Linked DNA regions of Mus musculus: region 1 is linked to region 2. The links are chromatin contacts, called in public Hi-C maps. All regions are on one chromosome and are shown on one strand. The core of a region is the stretch at or near the end of the contact, and the rest is flanking DNA. Distances in the headings are between cores, read along the strand shown.

Region 1 (3,395 bases), core at 44-2,543, 60 kb before region 2:
TGCGGGCACTCTTAGTCTGGAATATATGGCTATACCTGGCTTCTGTGTGCTCCCTCACAGTGAGAGAGAGAGAGAGAGAGAGAGAGAGAAAGAGAGAGAGAGAGAGAGAGAGAGAGAGAGAGAGAGAGAGAGCTGGGTTGGTCATACCACCAACTGTATCCCATTTGTTAGAATTCAGTCCAGCCTGTATTCAAGAGGAGGGCAATCAAATGGCACTCCTCAATGAGAGGTGTACCAAAGAATTTGTGGAGGTTCTCCATAGTTGTATATAAGCTGGAAGGAAGAAAAAAAAGCTCTCAGACTTTGTTTGTCCTGGCCTCAAAAACAAAAATTGAAAAGTAACTTACCTCACAGGTTTTTGTGAAGATTAAATAAAATTGTATCCACTACTCAAAATATGTTAGCTTAAACCATTACCATGCCGACTGAAGACCTAACTGATGCTGGTTCCGTCAATGATGCTAGAATTCCCAGCAGGTCAGTTTGTAGAGGAGGGTCTTGGTAGCCTCTGAGAAGTCCTGGGGCCTGTGCTGGAGGGACAGAGTGACTATATAAGGTTGGAAATCTTTGGTTCGCCTCCTTTCAGTGACAGTATCCAGATATAGGTCAGTGCACTTAAACCTGGCCCCATTTATGGCAATTTATTTCATTATAGGATAAAGTCGTCAGATTCATGAGTAATAATTACTGTGTCTGCCGCGCTTTTAACACCCCAGCCATGTAATCCTCACCTCACCCCATGAGTAAGTTTGATGAACACCCTTACCTCTTCCAGGAACAAGCCAGACCCAGGGTCATGTGGCTTGTCCCGAATCCCAGCGTGGTGAAGACACCTGGAGTGAGAAGCTGGGAGTCCTGAGTCTTCAGACCCTCTACCATGGCCAAGTGATTGCCAGTCATTGCTCAGTACCTAATGGTATATTCAATATGTATGTCAGTGACAGAGACAATAAAAGCCTCACATGGCAGGCCATTTTCTCTTCCATTAAATTGTCATTTTGTGATATTTTTGGGCACCCAAACTTGGACCTAGGAGGGTAGGCAATGTGGAGAAGAATATTCTCTCTGCTGAGGTTCGCGCCCAGGCTCTTGCAGCTGTTCGGCTCTGCATCTCTGGTCTGCAGTTCGCGGATCATGCAGTGGCCAAGGTGAAGGGCCAGTGCGCTTTCCTGGGTGTCCCCGCCCGCCGGGTGCTCACCGGGGGGCGCTGTGCGGCCTGCGCGCCTGGGTGAACCGCGGCCAGGGAGCGAGGGGCGCGTCCGGGCGGTGAGGTCGCCGCCCCCGCCGGGAGAGGGGAGTGGCCGCGCCGCCGCCGCGCCTCTAGCCAGCGCACTCGGAGCCCAGCCGGCGGACGCGGTGTGGGTGCACTGAACGCACGGTCGGCTGAGCGGCGCGGGATCCCCGGCAGCAACTGTGGCACAAGCCCCGCATCGGATCTGACCCGCGTTCCCCAGGCGGCGGCCAGCGAGCAGCACGCGGAGACGGAGTGGCCGAGCGGTTGCCGGGCGAGGTACGCTGCACTCCCCCGTGCCGGCTCCCTTCCCGCCCGTGCCTTTGTGCGCGCGGCCCCAGGCTCAGCCGCAGCCTGCAATCCCGGGTCATCAGCTCCCGGGGCGCTCCTGTGGGGCGCGGAGGCACTCCACCGTGAACCCACGCGCGCTCGAGGTCGTCGAGGGTGATCGCGGCCCCGTGTGGCTTCGGGGGCGGCAGGAGAGGGAAGGGGCTTACAAACTAAGTTGTTCTCTCACTTTGTGTTATTGGCTTCCTACCTACGGGCACTGGGGAACCCTGCTTCCCGCGGGCCCACTCGCATCCCCCTCCATCCCTCTGGCCCACTGGAGTTTCCCGGCCCCAGGTTCTATGGAAGGACAAGCTTATGGCTTCCTGTGGGAAGGAGAAGCGGAGGTGGAGGCGGAGGTGGAACAATGGGGCGTCCTGGGGAGTGGGGTTCAGGTGCGGTGTGCCCCGGCCGCGGCGCACCCGGAGGGGCGACCGGACCCGATGGATCGCCCTGCGAGTGCAGCTGCGCTCCGCTCCTTTGTTCCGCCACAGCGGAGGGGGCTGCCCCGGGTCCCGTTTCCTGCCCGGGATGGGATTGATTCACAGTCCCAGAGAGGCAAGGGGAAGGGGGCGGGGCTCGAATGGAAACCAGACTGGGAACGGGAGCCCTGCAGGGCGCTGGGCTGGGTGGAGCTCTGGGGAGGGGGTAATGAGAGTGCGTTGGAGTTAATTACAAACACAACCTTCTGTCTAAAGGCCTGTGGAGTTTATTTGCGGTGCTTTGTTCATACTACGGCCTAGCACTAATTGGTGCAGCAAGTTCTGTTCTTTCTTGAAGTTCTAGGCTCTGGCTATGGGAGTTTGCTGAAGGCAGATCTTGTTATTTATAACGGACGAAGAGGGCTTCTTTTGTTTTGTTTGTTTTGTTTTGAAATATTTTTCACAATGAATCAGGATATATGTGTGCATGTGTATCTGTGGATTTTATTGTGGCTCGGATAGGCTAACAAACTAAACCCCAAAGCGGGCGTGGTGGTGCACGCCTTTAATCCCAGCACTTGGGAGGCAGAGGCAGGCGGATTTCTGAGCTCAAGGCCAGCCTGGTCTACAAAGTGAGTTCCAGGACAGCCAGGGCTATACAGAGAAACCCTGTCTAAGAAGAAAACAAACAAACAAACAAACAAACAACCAAAACCAAACCAAAAACCAAAAAACTTTTTGAGACATGGTTTATTCCCTGGTTGACCTGAAACTCAGAGATACTGCCTGCTTTTGCCCTCTGAGAGCTGAGACTAAAGGTGTGCACTACCACACCCTGTTAGGTGTGTATAGAACCATTTTTGACAAAAAATAGTTTTCTCCGTTATCATACAGTTCAGTTAGGATGCTTTTCCAAGAACATTTGGGGCCTGGGAAGCACCAGGAAATCAGATTGCTAAATAAATGAGTAAGATGATGCAAGATTCTTTTTCATTGGTCCCAGAAGAAAGAAAAGACCCACCCGACACTCATTGTGGGTTTGTGTACTGGAGTCATGACTTCAAGTGTTCTGGGCTTTCCTGTGAGCCTACGGGAGTAAGAGAGAGAACCCTGCCTGACAGTGAATCTCTCTCTCTCACTGTTTTTAGGAGTAACATTGGGTGTTTGTTAAAGTGACCCAGTCCTAGATTGGAATCAAGAGTTCCAGAAGGATAAATTGACTTTGGGAGTGGGAGCAAACCTGGGGGAATCAAGCTATGGGTGTTTCTGAACAAGGTTTTCCAAGCAGAACTGGGGGTGGGGTGGGGAGGGGAGGCTGACATTTCCAGGTTCATAGTTAAGCCTGTGGGACTCTGATGGAAGAGACCCAAAGTCCAATGCAGGTTAGAATTACTGTGGTGATAACTTACAGCCTT
Region 2 (3,367 bases), core at 520-3,019:
CCCGAAGCTCTTCCTTTAAGAGCTCAATAACTAGAAAGCAAAAGGAGCTTTTTTTTTTTTTTTTTTTTTTTTTTTTTTTTTTTTTTATATCCCACCTTGCTTAGATATAATTGAAAACAAGTCCTTTTTTGATAGGATTGGGGAGGCTGTACTGGCTGGTTTTGTGTCAACTTGACACAAGCTGGCGTTATCACAGAGACAGGAGCCTCCCTTGAGGAAATGCCTCCATGAGATCCAGCTGTAAGGCATTTTCTAAGTTAGTGATCAAGGGTGGGAGGGTCCATTGTGGGTGGTGCCATCCCTGGGCTGGTAGTCTTGGGTTCTATAAGAAAGCAAGGTAAGCAAGCCAGGGGAAGCAAGCCAGTAAATAACACCCCTCCATGGCCTCTGCATCAGCTCCTGCCAGTGTGGAAGTGTAAGTTGAATCAACCCTTTCCTCCCAAACTTGCTTCTTGGTGATGTTTGTGCAGGAATAGAAACCCTGACTAAGACAGGGGCATTTAGTCAGATGTCATGAACCATGATGAAAATTTTCATTTTTATCAGAAGGCAATATGTTCTTATAGTGCCCTTGACCCTGAGTATTTTTAGGTGGTTCGTTTTGTTCATTCTGCCCAAGAGCCTCTTGAAGGCAGTCTGTATCATGCTACTGTCAGAACCCGCCCTGATGGGCACAGTCCAGGACAGATCGGAATCACATCCTCCTTGAATTGGGATAAAGTTGTGTTGTTCATATCACAGTAAGATTTGCAAGCACTATTTGAGGTAAGCCATCTTTCCATTTTGTAAGTAGAAATTTGAAAATTTAGAAAAAAATGATTTAAGGCTTTGAATTTTTTCTTATTATCCTCACCTAAAAAAAAATCAGAAGTCATTAGTTGGGAGAGTTTAGGTGGTGCTAGTGTCAGTCACACAGACATGTCTCTGTGACCTTTGACCCCCCTGTTTGCATCAAACTGAGTCTTTAGGACTGCATGCCTCCAGCTTGACATAGCAAGGTTGCCTGTGTGTCCTGAGTACTCGGTTGGCCTGTCATTTTATTGCACTCCAGTCGAGCCAGGTAAATGCTATCAAGAACATTCTGATCATATCTCAGAATGTGGAGATGACGAAGTTGGGCACACAGAGCTTAGGTTAAGGGTCCTCTGCAAGAGACCTGGCCGCTGTCCTTTTACATGATCAATATTTTTCCTATGGCACAGCATGAAAGCTGTGATTGTGATAGTCTTTATAGTATGAACTCTCGGGTATGACCTGTATTTTTGGTTGGTTGGATAAGTGGCATAGAGAGAGATTTTTTTTTTCCTGAGGAGCGTGGGCGTGGGTCAGGTGATTATTGCTGCCCTCATTTTCCTTTCAGAGCAATTGAACCTTTAGTTGTTCTAGTGCCTTCTACTACACTGTATGTAGGAAGATGTTTGTCCTTTCCCGTCTATCACACTGTCTACTTAGCCGCTTTAGAAATGTTATTCATTTACTGAGTAAATATTTGATGAGCACTTACTGTGCTCCAGGCCCTCTCTGAGGTGCTGGGATGCAGCAACAAACAGAACAAAATTCTCATTTTCACTGGGGAGATAACATTTTGACTTAATGTATTTAAAGGCTGAAATCTTGCACACCACCAGCTAGGAGGGGAAAGGGAAGAGGATAGGGAACGGGACTCTAGTGAAAGAAGAAAAAGATGACTTTCAGTCGTAGCCTTACAGTGTATATCTCTGCGGTCACATTCTCTGAAACTGTGTGAACAGGTATGTGGGACTCTGGGCGGAGGTTTTGGCTCTGTGTCTCTGCCGTGCATGCATGACATGTCAGGATGGAATCAGAGTGCTGACTCACTCTCTGTTTTAGACACTTCAGATTAACGTCCCGCTCATAGCAACACCATTTTGAAAATGGCCAAACACCCAGCCTTTAACATTTATACATGGTGGTGTATGTAGGTCATAGGAGGGAGAAGGCAGACATGGTGTTTGCCTTACATCTTTGGAGATCTTTGTTTGGTTCAGAACAACCGGAAATCTCCTCAGAGTTACAGCGTCAATTTTTGCAGTGGCCATGGTTCAAAGGTCAGCTGCTAGCGGAAGAGCTTCTGAGGCTGGGTCCACAGCCAGGCGACCTGGCCTGATGCATATTCCACTTCTACAAAATGCTCTACAAATTGAACTCTCACTTTTGAATCTCAGACCTTTCCCCCAGGCGTCTGCTACCTTCCTGGGACTACTTAGTTTTAAAATTACAATTATTTATTTTACTTAGGGGGAGGCATGGCGTGGCAGTCTGAGAACAGCTTCCAGGAAATCAGTTCTCTCCAGAAACTGAACTTGGTCATCAGGGTTGCTGGCAAGTGCTACAGAGCCATCTCGGTGTCCTGCCTGGAGCTGCTTTTCAAACAGTTCCTTTTCAGGGATGTTGTTTGGTCTTAGAGGGAGACCACAGTTAATTATTTGTTCTTTCAGACTTTGAAGCTTTTCAAGTCAGTGGGATGCCAGCCAGATACGTTTGTCGTAAAAATTATAGTGATGTAAGAATGTATCTGTCAGTAGAAACTCTCTAGTATGTCTAGGAAGTCCCAGAGTCCTTACCTTAATTGTAGATGCCTGTTGAGACGTTTTATTGTTTCTTGTCAAATGCTCATCTGGCATTTGAAAGGCTTTATCTAAAGGCTGTTTGTAAAGCTGAGCATACATCAGATGTTCACCGCAGCCTAGAGATAGTTTCAGTGATACAATCTCCAAGGTAAAGTTTGGTTCCCAACGAAACAGACTATTTCCTGTCAATGTTGCTGGTCTCTGATGAGACTTGGGAAGTTTTACCTCAGTCTGGGAAAATGCTCCTTTTCATCAGATGAGTGGCCCAAGGCCCCAGCCTCAGAAAGGCTTAGCTTCTTGTTTCCTTGACATCGAGGCAGGTAGAACACTCCCAGGAAGCCCTCCCTCAATGGTATTAGGGAGGGTTCCATTGTTTTTCATCAAAGAAATTTTCTTCTGATCTGTGGGTAGGCCTTGTGTGATAGAATTGGAACTTGTCAGGGTGGGGACTGGCCAACAGTGACCCTGATCCATTTTGGGGAGATGAGCAAAGTGAGTTTGGGGTCTGCACTTGGGAGACTCAGGCCTAAGAGTTGAGTTGAGATGAGCTTACAGGAGCTGAAACCCATGTGAAAGGGAGCAGGCTCCATGATGACAGCCCAAGAAGAGGGCTTGTTGTTACTCTGTGGTTCAGGGTGTGTTCCAGTCAGTTCTAGCCTGTGAGGAATCCAGTCATTGAGTGGAAAGACTTGAACTCTCTCCCAATAGACATGACTTAGCATCCCGAGCATATGCTAAGTTCTGCAGATGTGTACATGAGTTTGTTGTGAAGAATG

What was found. Hi-C and Micro-C count contacts between places; a contact is called where the count stands out from the background.
Region 1: a contact with region 2 is called in a Hi-C map of liver, with 3 times the contacts expected there. The contact joins the promoter of Myo1b here to the enhancer-like site in region 2. A contact is called at or near these places in 1 of 39 promoter capture datasets (liver), 9 of 484 Hi-C or Micro-C datasets (the C10 cell line, granulosa cells, liver and 1 more), 13 of 115 datasets of contacts at active chromatin or transcription factors (bone marrow-derived macrophages, cardiomyocytes, embryonic stem cells and 7 more) and 3 of 9 other capture datasets (adipose tissue, liver and pancreatic islet).

The regions. Positions count from the first base shown.
Region 1 is chr1:51,913,876-51,917,270 of GRCm38.p6, reverse strand. It overlaps Myo1b (myosin IB), which reads left to right and starts at 1,293. Exons shown (of 31, transcript NM_001161817.2): 1 at 1,293-1,510. Gm33795 (a long non-coding RNA gene) reads right to left here and starts at 1,109. Exons shown (of 3, transcript XR_001778914.2): 1 at 767-1,109; 2 at 348-530; 3 at 1-273.
Region 2 is chr1:51,854,808-51,858,174 of GRCm38.p6, reverse strand. The region is part of intron 3 of Myo1b (myosin IB); the gene reads left to right. Among named protein-coding and RNA genes, the nearest start is that of Myo1b, 59 kb to the left of the region's middle. Within about 2 kb of position 1,769, at least 45 of the 459 cell types and tissues checked have an H3K27ac peak or open chromatin away from gene starts, as enhancers often do. A contact at or near this core is called in extraembryonic endoderm stem cells, hepatocytes, liver and 3 more, where this site is marked.